Regions from separate parts of the Zea mays genome. Here region 1 is linked to region 2. The links are chromatin contacts, called in public Hi-C maps. All regions are on one chromosome and are shown on one strand. The core of a region is the stretch at or near the end of the contact, and the rest is flanking DNA. Distances in the headings are between cores, read along the strand shown. Region 1 holds the start of LOC100191826 (50S ribosomal protein L3, mitochondrial-like). Region 2 holds the start of LOC103634705 (zinc finger CCCH domain-containing protein 3).

What was found. Hi-C and Micro-C count contacts between places; a contact is called where the count stands out from the background.
Region 1: a Hi-C map of tassel shows a contact between it and region 2, with 3 times the contacts expected there. The contact joins the promoter of LOC100191826 here to the promoter of LOC103634705 in region 2. A contact is called at or near these places in 5 of 25 Hi-C or Micro-C datasets (ear, endosperm, leaf and 1 more) and 2 of 3 datasets of contacts at active chromatin or transcription factors (leaf and seedling).

The regions. Positions count from the first base shown.
Region 1 is chr8:6,389,846-6,397,035 of Zm-B73-REFERENCE-NAM-5.0, reverse strand. It overlaps LOC100191826 (50S ribosomal protein L3, mitochondrial-like), which reads left to right and starts at 2,983. Exons shown (of 5, transcript NM_001137250.2): 1 at 2,983-3,378; 2 at 5,007-5,216; 3 at 6,449-6,553; 4 at 7,134-7,190. The coding sequence starts at 3,022.
Region 2 is chr8:6,257,099-6,264,129 of Zm-B73-REFERENCE-NAM-5.0, reverse strand. It overlaps LOC103634705 (zinc finger CCCH domain-containing protein 3), which reads left to right and starts at 1,448. Exons shown (of 5, transcript NM_001353228.1): 1 at 1,448-1,593; 2 at 1,748-1,827; 3 at 1,931-2,009; 4 at 3,243-3,344; 5 at 5,058-5,381. The coding sequence starts at 1,458. The coding sequence ends at 5,161. LOC109941636 (a long non-coding RNA gene) reads right to left here and starts at 5,167. Exons shown (of 2, transcript XR_002264332.1): 1 at 5,010-5,167; 2 at 3,913-4,577.

The DNA of each region.
Region 1 (7,190 bases), core at 1,734-4,233, 130 kb before region 2:
ATGAGTACAGGAAGACCATTAAAGTAAATGTGATAAGACCTTGGTTCCTAATGAAGGTGATTGCAAAATAATCTATTGTGTTTTTTATCTAGATTATTGGTGCTGAGGGAGGATTATATCCAGGTGCTACAACATATGGTAACAGCTTGGGAGCCACCAAACCTGTATACACTTAGGTCAGCAGGCAGAAGCTCTTGAAATGTTTGTTCAGAGAATCTTCAGTTTCAATAAGTCGTGTTTGATGGTTGAGATGACTGCATTGCACTTTATGGATTAGAATTTTTTGAGTTCAGAGAACTTTAAGGTTTATTTCATCTAGCAATGGCGCCACACTATATGTTCATCGAGTACCTAATGTGATATCAAGACTCATTATCGAATCTAAGATATATGTTTGCAATGTGTCTGAGCTGGTATCCATGATGTGTCTTCCTTTTGGTACAGATCTACATGATAATAACATGCAGTTATTGACCACCCTTCATTGGTGTTCTAAAACGCCTCTAATGTCTAAGTTGTCACCCTCAGAGCAATTAGTCCGTTGTTGGCTCATAGCAAGGCTAATAATACATCTATTAACTCGGTAGTTTTTGTGTAGTCCATCTGTAATCCTTTCATTTTTCATTATTAATACATGGCTCAGTTAGTTGTCTCTTACAAAGTAGCTAGCTTTAAGCAGCTTCAGCAATCAACTTATGACCTAGCTCTAAGCAATTTTTATATGTAAGTTTAGGGCAGTTCCAACAATCTGACTTATTAGCTACCTCTAAGAATTTTGTATATTTTAATAGAAGAGAGTGGATTTTTAATTTTAATAGAAATGAGTGGAATACTATTTTAGGTGGAAGGATATAAATACTAAGTTTCAGGTTGAAGTGGTTTAATATAAACATGACGGATTACATCTTCTTAATCTTCTTCTCATTTCTACTCTAAAGTATGAGTTTTTTTTAAGAAACCGCAGGAGAACTGCGCATCTTATATATTAGAGAGGAAAAAAAACATTACAATAGAGGAGAAGTTGCAGAGCAACTCTCCCAAAAATCCCTATAAACCCTAAGGTGATTACAGATTGTTGCTGAAACTTGACCCGACCATGCCCAGGGCAGCAACTGAGCCCAAGCTCCTTCACCTAAAGTATGAGTTTTCATCGTCGTGCGTCACACGCGTAGTGGTGTAGATCTATTTCGTCCCCCTCTCCTCCACCTAACCGATAGAAAAAGATAATCATGCTTATGGAAAAGACTTATCTTAAATATAATCTAACTTATGGATAAGACATCTTGATCTATTCCTTCCCTCTCCCCCCGCGGCACCTGCCTAAGTCTTATCTCGTCGGAAACAAACAACACGCTATAAATCCTGGCCCTAAGCCAGCAGATAGACACTCCCTCACCGAACCCAAGATAAAGAAGTTACGTCATCCTCTCCTCCCCATTAATTCACGATTTCCTTGGATTCACTGGAGCATATGTGTGCCTCTTCCACTGTGACCGTACAAGGAGATGAAGAACTAGATGTTGGGCGCGACAATTGCGAAGCACACAGGAGCTAGGAACGAGGACGCGAGCGATCTGGGAACGGACAGGCTAACGCGATCACGGATGGCGAGGATGCGCGACTCGAATTTGTCCACTCGAGACCAGAGGAGAAGCGGGATGGCGATGACAACGCCGATAATGTCGACGCGGGAGACCGATGCCGGAGAGAAGGGTGAGGTCCACAATATGTGTTGTTTATTTTCATGTAACAATTGTGCACCGACATTTCAAATCCCTTTGGCACAAGGGCTCGTAGCAGTTCATGTCCTCACCAGTTTGGCGTCTTCATCAACTCCAAAACATAGCAAGAGATCTTCTACAAATTTGAGATGGCAGTATGTTTAGATGTGTTTGGATAAAATGGTTACTGTTTGTTTATGACCGTCTCGGGCATAGTGAAAGAATCAAGAATCAGCCTAGCTTGATTGGTTCAAGGCGCAGAGCAAACATGTCCTTAGACCAGAAAGTACTGAACCTTATTATTTTGGTAGCTTAAATCGTTAGTACTTAGTTTTTTGGGTGCTATTTTGTTGGTAAAATGAAGCCTTGAGTACGAAGACACAGGACAATCGTTAGTACTATTTTGTTGGTAAAATGAAGCTTTCAATAAAATGGATGGCTGCTCACTTCTATTTTTATTGCTCTCGCAATTCCAATTTCCACTTGTGTGAATGACCAAGTGATGATGCTATCGCAGATGGTGTGGCGTGAGCCTACAATTTCACTATAGTTATGAAAACTGATCAGTCAACTCAATGATGATGAATCATACGATACTTTTTTTACTTCAGCACGTTCTTTGATAGGGGATGAATTTGCATGCGATGTTATGAACTACAGGCGGAGGTGAGTAGTGGGAGCGTTTGCGTATTAAAGTGCACTGCACTACAATACTTGTTTTCGGATGTTAAGCATTTACTTTAGCTTAATCAATCTTGTAGTTTTTTTAATGTTATCTTTGTCGTCAATGCAAGAGGATCTCCATTGTGTTTCGTAAGATAAGAGCCACCAAGCACCTGTTTGGCTTTGTGTAGAACTTCACGCTCATCCTATCCCAGATACTTCTATCCTTATACGGATGATGGTGCCTAGCAACAATAATAGTCTGTCATCGATCCGGACGAGTAGTCATAGATCTCCCTCAACAATTTATGTGTCGTCGCAACGCACGGGCACCTACCTAGTTCTAAATTAAGACGCTAAACCTAATTTGGTACTCGCGTTGCAGCACTCAAATTCTCAAAAACAGAAATCGTAAAAGCGGAAACCCCTGTAGACTCCAGGGCTCCAGGCCCACTAGCAAGTGAGCCCGCGTGCGCGCTCGCTTTGCCCGCATTGGGCGCGATTCATTCCCCTCGTGGGCTCCCAGTTCAGTAAACCCTACGCCCTGCGGCACACACCCATCTCGCCGCGCCGCCGCGTAAACCCCACCCGAGCCCATCTCGCCCTCGCGCCTCCCCGCCCTCGCGCAGGCGCAACAATGGCGGCCGCCTCGAGGGGCCTGCTCGCGCGCCTCCGTGTCCTCTCACTCTCCGGCGGCGGGAGCCCGTGGCTCCGCTTCCCGCCTTCCCGGCTCTTCTCCGCGGAGGCCTTCGTCTCCCATTCCGATGACGACGACGCTGGGGGCGAGGGAGGAGGCGGGGGCCGGATCATCGAGGCACGGTCCGGGGTGATGGGCCCCACCTCGCGGCGCACCGGCGTCATCGGCGTCAAGTGCGGGATGTCGGCGATGTGGGACAAGTGGGGCGCCAAGGTGCCCATCACCGTCCTCTGGGTCGACGACAACGTTGTTACCCAGGTCAAGACCGCCGAGAAGGAGGGTTTCTTCGCCCTACAGGTGCTACACGAAATTTCCCCGAGTTCTCTCTGTGAAACGTGTTCCACCGAAACAAATGAAACATTGATCGGCTGCTGGTTCGGTTCACTCGCTTGACTTGAAAACAATGATGTCTCTTAAACCTGGATGATAATGGCTGAGATATTGTAAATTATTGTTTTAGATCAGTCATATATTGTTGATTCAGCATTTCTCAATATTTACTACTTTAAAGCAGTAGGTTAGTTAACTTTTAATGGGAAATGGCAAAGTATCCCACATTCACTTGTATTTTGATAAGTTTTGTTGCAAATGCCTAGGCCCTAGTTGATTCTGTTGCAAAAGCTAGTCCACAGAGCATAGGATCAGCAGATTCTGCCAGTCTTTGCCCATGTGGAGCCACTAGTAAAGCTTGTTCTGGTGCTTGGACCATGTTGTGGTGATTTTTTTTTTTTTTTTTTTTGCAATAGCATAAACTGATGGATGTAATGAAATGTGGGGCTTGTATTTTTAGAGTATCAAACTTTTATAAAGAATGCATCAGGCACTCCAGGATAGCAAAAGCAGGGGGAATCAGCTTGTTTCATATTGGTGGGATGGTTTCTGCTACAACCGAGTTGGGTAGTGGTGGGTCTTTGCAACAAAATGTTTTATGTGGTGGTATTCCAAACGAATGAGAAACATGGGATTGTCTTTCCAATTTTCCATGTTTCTGAACTCATGCGGCAATGCTCTGGTTATGGCTATTCCTGCAGTGCCTACCAAAAGAACTACAAAAAATAAAGGAAGATAAATGAGTACAATGGTAGTTCTTTTAGTTTGGTGGTGTTAAATTTTCTTTTGTTCTTGTGCCATTTCACTCTCTTCATCAACAAAATATCGGTATATGCAAGTTATTCTATCAACATAATCCTTGATCATTTTTACTGCCAAGGGGTTCATAAGTCAATTGTGACAATTTAACTGGAGCTAAGTTTTGGTAACCGCTAACCATAAAGCATCTCATAAACTTTCACCATGAATAAGCCACTAGTAAGTAGGGATGGCAATGAGCACAGTTATGGGTAAATAACCGCAGTTATTTATCCGTCGGGTACGGATATGGTGGATTTTCGTATCCGCAGGTACGGGTATGGTTACTATAAGGTATCCACGTGTAAAAATTTCGTGGGCATGGATATACGGTATCCATATCCGTCACCCGATGGACATATGACATGTGGGTCCCAGTTTTCATAATCCCTAAGCGGCAGGCTCCTCATCTCCTTGTCAGCCACTCAGCCTCCTCACTTCCTCAGCCCGTGAACTAGGCACCAGCTGCTCGGCCTCCCTACCGCACAGCCCACACGGACACAGAAACACACGGACAAGGACATGGGCTCGTTAACCCTAGCCGCTGCTACTCTAGGTGCCACTGTGCCGCCGCCGCCATGCTGCGCCCTCGGACCTTGGTCAACCATCGACCGGGACAGTGCTGCCTTATTTTTTGTAAGAAGTATCCTGCTTTATTTTTTGTTTAGTTGATCTAATACAATGCAGAGTGGTTAACTACTTAACTTATTTATTTGTTTCTTTGTTCCTTTCATTCATCTTTACTTCACAAAAAATGTATTGCTAAATTTCTAAATTATTTTCCTTGTATTTGTTAGCTTGGAGCAGGTCAAAAGAAGGAAAAACACCTAACAAAGCCTGAAGTTGGCCACTTTAGAGCACAGGGAGTGCCTCTGAAAAGAAAGCTAAGGGAATTTCCTGTCACTGAGGATGCGCTTCTTCCTGTTGGCACAAGCATCACAGTTCGTCACTTTGTTCCTGGACAATTTGTTGATGTCACTGGAATCACGAAGGGGAAAGGTTTTGCAGTATGTATTCTTCTTGTCCTAATTTTCTGTGATTTCACTTGTCAAGACAGTTCACTACTTTGCTGTAAACGAGATAAGCTATCACCAGGGTTTTAGTTGTGTTTCTTACTTTCTTTCAGCAACATCTCTATTTGATTAGTTGAAATGACACCAGAGTGAATTATGCAAGAGATATTTGTAATACTTAAGTTTCTAGTTTATGCCCTGAATTTAAATTGCTCCATTTCAAACATTTATTTGATTAAAATTGTTCTCTCGCAATTTATATGTTAGCTTTTCTGATAAAAAAGAAACACTGTATGTGTTTCTTACAGTTGGTGGAATATTTTCTGTAGTGCAAAAAACTTACAATTTGACCGGTGCCCGTTACAAATTAGGCACGTATCCTGTGCTCAAAGGGGTACCGTGCTCACATGCACATTTTAAATCTGGAACATCCATCTTGCATCTAACAGCAGCACCAATTTTATAAATAACCCCTGCCACCTCCCTCCCCTCGTGGGAGGGGTTATTCGTAAAATTAGCTATTACCGTTGGATGTTAGTTGGATGTCCTAGATTTAAAATGTGCATGTGAGCACGACACCCCTTGGAGCCACAGGATACGTTCCCTACAAATCATAGTAGTGTTCTATGAGATAACAAAGAGTTAATGAAAATTTCCATCTTTTCAAATATTAGATTATGACTGTTTTTTTCTGAGAATTAAATGCCATAATGTCCAAAGTAGTGTGCATCTTAGAAACTATATTTATTCATAGTGTTATTGTGGGATCAGTGTATTTTCCAATCTTGAATAGCTTTTCTATAAACTCTTTGCACATAAAAGAGCAGAAATTGGATGGACATGTGAGAGGGCAAGGCAGTGTGAGTGATTCTATTTTTATGTGCATTGTGCTGCTTTGGTAGCTGGTAACATCCATCCACAAGAAAAAAAAGGCTTATTGAGGTTTGAGAAACTCGGTGGGCCAGTATTTGGTAAATCGCCAAGCTCTTGAGGACTTCTTTGCATGGTAGTGCAAGTCCTCCCATGATTTCTAATATCTTACATTAATTTTCTTGGGGAAATGTGTTAGTGTTACAGCGCGCAAAACTGGTCAATTCTTCATTAAAACATCGTGATTACAGAAGTAATATGACTCTGCTGATTGTTAAACCGCTTTCCCTTCTAGAACAAAGTAATATGTCTTCGTTGTCAACGTTTAACTATTTTACCTTTTTTTAATCTTGTAGGGTGTAATGAAAAGATATGGTTTTGGTGGGATGCCTGCATCACATGGAACATCTTTGGCGCATCGCAGTGGTGGCTCTACTGGTCAAAGAGATGCTCCTGGAAGGGTACGTTATATAACAGTACCACATTTATGTATTGATTTTAAGTATTTATTCACATGTTTTTTCATGTTTTTCAATAGTTAAGATGACGAGACCGTATGTATTGTTAGTATGTTCTCAATGTTTTTTTACTTGGGCTATACTGTGAAAATGATATCATTGTACAAGGTTGCCTCCTGAAGTATGTTATTTGCTCAGATCTGGGCTTCCACTGGGCAAAAATGTAGATGTAATGTTTACTATTACAAAGCTCATGAACTTTTTTTGTCTCGACTTAAAGCCCATGAACTAATGCTTTGAAACAACACTGATATCTGTCATGCAGGAAGTCACTTAGTTTAAATTGTTTTGATAGGAGTGTACTTTTTTTTCCCTCAACACACAGGAGAACTGCATATCATTGTATTACGTATTGACAGACAGAAGCGGTCCGATTACAGTCTGATTCCACAGCAGGGATTAGTTTTTTTTGTTACATTCGCACCCATTGGTGGAATGTGATAGGAGCTCGATAATGTATGCAAAAAGCAGTACTGCAGCAGCCAGCCTTTCACATGTAATGACACAGATTGGAAAATTTCAGGTTTTCAAAAACAGAAAAATGCCTGGACGCATGGGTGGTGTGCAACGCACAGTGAAG
Region 2 (7,031 bases), core at 199-2,698:
TGAGAAGTGGAGAGTTCCTTTAGAGTGTGTTTAGTTGAGAAGTGGAGGAAAATGGATCGACTATATTCCTATTTTTTTTATGTTTAGTTTCCAAGAAAAGCGGAGCAGAGCGGCTCCTGAAGTTTTAGAAATTTACCATAAATAGTTTAAATGCTCCCGCTCCGTCAAAACGAACATACACGAGCGCTCTCCTCCCTCTACTTCCTTCTACAACCGTATGTCTTTCCAATCAAGCAAAGAACGGAGTAGCTCTGCTCTATTCTACTCTTAACCAAACAAAAAAATGAAGTGACTCTGTTCTGCTTGTCAAATGCGAAATAGAATGATTCTATTCTAAAAAATTGGAATAGAGCCGCTCCAACCAAACTAACCTCACTCGAGGGACTAAAGTTTAGTCTTTACTCTATTTGATTCCAAGGACTAAAAGTATTCATAACATATTAAATGACTTGAAAACTAAAATGTTCTTAACATTCTTCCGCCATTAGCATAACTAAAATAAACTAGGGATAAGTGAAATTAATATGGACTAAAACAATTTGGTCGCTGTTTTATTCCCATATTTGACAATTTAGAAATTAAATAAAACTAAAATAGATGGATTAATTTTTAGTTCCTCAAACAATTTTTTCTAACAATTTTCGATGGACTAAGTTTAGTCATTTTTCATAAGAAATTAATATGGACTAAGGGCCTGTTTGTTTACCCCTCAGATTATATAATCTGGATTAAATAATCCTAAGAGGCAAACAAACAGTCTAGCTTATTTGTCGAGATTATATAATCTAACTCCTGGATTATGATAATCCATAAGCAAGTGAGGAGGTGCTTATTTCAGATTATTTTTTTCCACTTCTCCACTACCCTTTCAAGTTTCCTAGAAATTACCCACCATTGCCATTATAACCCACCATTGGCATTCTTGTCTTCCTCATACAAAAGAATCCTATTAACAACTCAAATAATCTGGATAAACAAACAGGACTACTCAGATTATATAATCCAGATTATATAATCCAGATTATATAATCCTCCAAAAATAATCCAGATTATATAATCCATGGGGGTAAACAAACAGGCCCTAAAGCAGTTTAGTCACTGTTCCCACGTTCGACAAGCTGCAATCGAGTGTCGGACTGTTCAACTACAGATGTTTATTTGGTTGTGCCTCTATGGTTTTGGAGGGAATAATTGGTATCCTGTCTCCCCGCTATTATGCCATCTCTATTATGTCATCTGTATTTTGTGTGTCTATCTATGTCGATAATTTATAAATCTATCTATATCTATGATTTGTGAGTCTAATGCTAAATTTTTGAAACCCATCAGTAATAATGACAAAATAGTAAATCTCTTGGTTTTGGCTAGGCTTCGGATTAGCAAAGGAAATTCTCAGTTTTTGTAAAAAATCGTGTGGAAATTCTCAGTAGAGACCAGAGCTGCCAACACCCAACACGATGCCCTTGGGGAAGTACTACTGCGACTACTGCGACAAGCAGTTCCAGGACACCCCCGCCGCCCGGAAGCGCCACCTCCAGGGCGTGCAGCACCAACGCGCCCGCGCCCTCTGGTACGACTCCATTCGCCACCAAGGTCAGCCGGGAATCCTCCCCTCTTCCCCTCCCCCGTCCCGGTCGTCGCTTCCTCTGCTCTCTGGTTGGCGCGTTTCGTCGAATACCGTGTCTGCCACCGCGCCCGGGTCCGCTCAGTTCTTTCCGGTTGACTCCTCTCTTTCCTTCGTCCGCAGACCAGCATGGCGGCGCTTCCTCCCTCCTCCTGCCTGACGGCACCCTCGCCAAGGGCATCTGTCACCACTTCGTCCGCACGGTGAGTCATCTCACGTTGCGTCGGTAACTTATTATAGTCGCTGCCTCACATGCACCAAGAGTAGGCCACTCTGAATTTTGAGGTCAATCTCTTCGTGCTGCAGGGGGCTTGCAAGTATGGGGATTCATGCAGATACTTCCATCCGAAGCCAAATGGTGTCAATCCAGCATTAGCTGCACCAGGTAAGGCCTTCTTCAGTTATTCCTATTCGACATGGATTGGATGGGACCGGAAGAACTTATGAAGAATTTGACTTGCTATGGATTCAAACACATCCAATCCCGTCTAATCCATATGGATTGTGATCAAAACGAACAGACTCTAAGGGTGCAACTTACGAGCTGTTTGAACATCTACTCATAAGTATCCATCGAGTTGTACTTGTATGTTGCATTTGGGCTAGATTCTATTTGAATGAAACATCTCCTGAAGGTCACATGTTCCTACATTTGATTTATCACAAATAACGTGTCTTTTGAGCAACAGACACAATAATTGATTTTAGATGATATATGTGCCCTATTTGAGCAACGGACACAGTAATGAATTTTAGATGATTTCTGTGCCCTCTGCGGAACCAAGCAGGACTTTTGGGTGTCACATACTTCTGCCTCAAGGAAATAATTGTCTGTACACAAATCTGCTGGAGGGTAGGAACATTTAGCCTTTTCCCCTCTCAAACACACAAGAGAGGTGTATATCATTATATTAAAAAGAAGTAAGGTGTCTAAGCGATTCATACAGCCCCTTAAAGGCTTTGTCTGGGTACTCTACTACTCTAGTATTTGCCTCAATACACAAACAAAGCCTAAGGGCTAACTTACACCCTAATCCACCCCAATCCATGTGTATTGAGGTAAATACTAGAGTAACCAAATAAAGCCTAAGGGCTTGTTCGGTTATTTCCGTTCCATGTGGATTGGAGGGGATTGTGTGATATTGAGATGGATTTTAACTTATTATGAATTTAAACCGACTCAATACCATGCAATCCACATGGAATCATGTCAAAACGAACAAGCCTTAGGGCTTGTTCGTTTTGCTATTAAACCATGTGGATTGGGTGGGATCGAGTTGGTTTAAATTCATAGCAAGTCAAAATACATCTCAATCCCACCCAATCCACTTCAATCCACGTGTAATTGAAATAACCGAACAAGGCCTTAAACGGGCATGATCCCAATACAGCAAGGAGCCTTTAGCCTTGTTAGGTATAAATTGTTAGGTATGACTAATTATTTTGAATGCAACAAAGCTTACATTTACAATTACTATTGATAACACATGATGCTATTGCTTATAACTTGGAGAAACATTTGTTATTGGTTCTGTCAGCACTAAAAAAGATACTGAGTTTAAGTTGGTTTAGTCCATGGATAGACCTCATATGTTTCTAATAATTTTGTATTATTCAGGGCTTGGGTCTGGGCCTGCACCCATGGTGCAGCAGTCTGATATTATTGGGAACCAACCCAATTTTGTTGTATACCAGGGAGTAGACATAAATTCTTCCTCAGGTCGGTGATCTTTTTATTGCATGAGATTCTTATCAAACACAATATTGTTATAGTTAACTGTATGATTGCATGCCTAATCTAGAAATTACTAGTTGGATTTTGCTTCATAAACAATTAATTTTCTGCATTCTATTTAATGCGTAGAGATTGTTTACAATATTCTTTATAAAGCTCCAACCTAAACGAAAACAATGAATATAAAAATTTAAGAGTTATGTATGCCACCCACTCAGTCAAGTGTTCACAAACATATGCCACCGTTGATTTTTCAAAAACTTTGACCATTCGTTTTATTAAAAAATGAGTTATCATTTATTTTGTTGTGATTTGTTTTATCACTCAAAATCTTTTGAGCGTGACTTAATTTTATATTTTCGAATAAATATTTTAAATAAGACGAGTGATTAAAGTTATTGAAAAAGTCAACAGCGTCATATATTTGTGAATGGAGGTAGTAGTAAATATATGAAAAGTGTGCCTTAATTGTAGGTGTCTGACGCTCTCACCAATCCAGAATAATCATCACACTTCTAGAGTTCCAGTGTTACATTATTTTTCTGTTTAGTAGTTTTTAAAAAAAAATTAGTAGTTTTTTTTTAAAAAAATTGGGTTGTCATTGAGGACATCTATTTGTTTAACATGCCATGAAGGGAAAATTCTTTTGTGACCATTGAATGAGATGAAAAAACCTACTTCTACTTGTAAGTAGATAACACCTGCTTTTAGAAGAAAACACACATAATATTTTCCGCCCAAACTGCTTCGAACCAACAAAAGATCTCTAAATTCTTGCATCCACCTTTACAGAAAGAATTGTGATATACGACAAGCTAGATGCTTACCATATCCTCACTTCAGTCAGCTGTCATGCCATGATGTGAGCCCTTGCGACACAATCATCCTATTTGGACATTCCAATTTACTCCATCATGTGCCAGCGGGTCCATTGGTTAGTGACTTGGCGCCTACCAGAGACTGATCGTGTGCTGTTTGGATGTTTCGAGGCTATTCAATTGCAAGCGGTCCTGTCGGTTGGTGCCTCAGGATGACTAGGAAGGAGGGCGTACAGATTAAAGACCTTAAATTTGTTTGGTTTGGAGCTGTTGTCAGCTTCCTGGCCTGCAGGAACCATGCTCCTGATCCTTTCTCTGAATTTTGAAATGTCGTGATGCTTTCAAGTGCTTAAGCTTCCAGGGCATCATAGGGTTCACCGTTTGCAAATGCTCCATTTCCCTGGTCACCAAATCATCCTTTAGTGGCTGATTGGTGGTTAGGGATCATGAGGGGATCCATGAGAGACAAAACCCGATCACGAGGGGATCCATGAGGGCTTGTTCGGTTATTTTCAATCCATATGGATTGGAGGAGATTGATACGGATTGGAAGAGATTTTGACTTACTATGGATTAAAACCCCTCAATCCATATGGATTGAGGTAGAACCGAACAAGCCCTAAGGAGGAATCCCCTTCTAGCAAGGGGATTTGTCTCCCATGAGTTGATTTGGTGACAAGGGGATCACGGGAGGATTGGAGGGGATTGAGGGGGAAATAAACCAATCCTCCCGGGATCCCGGGTCACCAAATCAGCTGGGGATTGCTCCTCATGGATCCTCTTGTGATCCCTGTCCACCAAATCATCTCTTAATGAGTTCCATGACACTTACCTTAGGGATTTTGCATTGGCAATGTTTCATTCCTCTTTGTTGCCGCAGGGAAGATACTGGGGGGACACGCCTCTTGGGGCAACCTGCCGCCATCACTGCAACCTCCTCCTGAAGGCGGCTACCCTCCCCTCCCGTTCATCGACTGGGGCTGAAGGGGCGTTGTCTCCCTGAAATTCGAACCATTTAATATTTCATACCTTGATTGGTTGTGCTAAATCGCATATACTTGGAGCGCAGTAGAGTTAAGGTGATCCCAGTTTATTTTGATCTTAAATTTATCTCTGTAATAGATATTTACAGTCAGAGGTACACTTCGCAGATTGCGTTGATGTTTGAATGAACTCACATTTGCATCAATGGTGCTCTTATGGCAGTTGAGTCCACGTACAATTTGCACGTACTACTTCACTGTCAAGCAGTACCTGGCTTTCACATTAAATTTTCCTACCAAGTACACAAGTGCAATTCACATGGACGCCTTTATTTTTTTAATGACGGTGTGGGGTTGCCAGGGGGGAGAGAGTAGGAATGAAAACGAGACGGGAAAATCTCGTACCACCCCGTTCTGAATACTATTTTTCTGTTTATTTTTGAATTGTTCAAGAACTGATTAGAAACGGTACATAAATGATTTAGCTAGTTTTCTGATTGTTTTTACATTTTTCTTTTTCGAGTGGTGGTGATATCGTTTTTACTGTTTTTTATATAATATGAGATACATCTAGCTATAATTTATACAAGTTACAAATATTTTTGTTGTGTTCAAGTGAATGAATAAGATTTTTGTTGTGCTCAAGTGAATGAATAAGAGAAAAACAAAAGTTGTAATTACTAATATGAATGATGATGAAGAGATGCTTGTGTATTATATCTTAAAAATTAGATAATATTATGTGGAAACTAGGGGTAACAATGTGCTCTAAATTTTACACTATAAAATTTAAGGATCAGATCTAGGTAGGATCGGACCCTATTTCTATTCATTTTTGAACTAAAAATAATTTAGGGCCATAGCAATTTGTGAAGAAACATTTATATCATGATCCATTACCACCTTTAGTGGAAACTATAAAATATTTGTCTTTTCGATTAGAGTTTATTGTTTTTGAATAATCGACAATTCCGATCTCGTATTTCAATAGTTGGTTTTTCGTTTTTGTTTTCACCCCGTTAAAAAAAATGAAAACAAAATTAATTTAGCTGTTTTTTGATCGTTTTCGACCGTTTCTATCCCTAGGACATGGGCCGAGGTGACGGAGTAGGTGTCGTCGCGCGAAGATATCATAAAACTGTAGACAGTTAGGAGAGTTGATTGTAGGTTAGAGTGAGGGGCAGACAGCTAGGAGAGTTGACGTGCGTAGGATAGAGGGTGAGGGCATAGAGTTGACATGTGTATACGATTTGGATGCAAAGTGGGAAATTAATATATTAATGTAACAATGATGAGATTGTATATAATACATGTTGTTTATAATTTGTGTATGAGTTCGTCTCTATGGGCGCAGTAACGTCCAAATCATCAGGGCAGCCCTCAAATGCACGACATATTTGTTGTTGCCTTTCATGTAATTCCTCAACCTAGGTGCCTGTCAACTCCGTAGTCGGCTGCGAAGTTGGCAAGTCGGGTCCGGAGTGATTTGGGTACCGGACTTTACGCAAGGCATTGTAAGACATGGTTTTAGTAATTGAACAAAAACAACTGAAATTGGTGAACTAAACTACATAATTGAAAAAAGTTACAATGTGGGAAGGTCACTTGAAGATACATGATGAGAAGTATCTGATGGTTTTGTTAGTTGAGGCGCTTCCACATCATTATCTGTGTTGACAGACTTGCACGAAGGACCTCATAGTGCTTCTCAACCATCTTGGTAAGAGTATTTTTGATGGTGGAACAAGCTCTGCCCACTTCGGAGTCATACTCAACCAACGTTCTATGAATTTCGTCGGGTCACGTTCTTGGAGTTGCTTGATCTTACTTGAAATCATATCTTGAACAATGAAAGCTAAATATGAATGGTA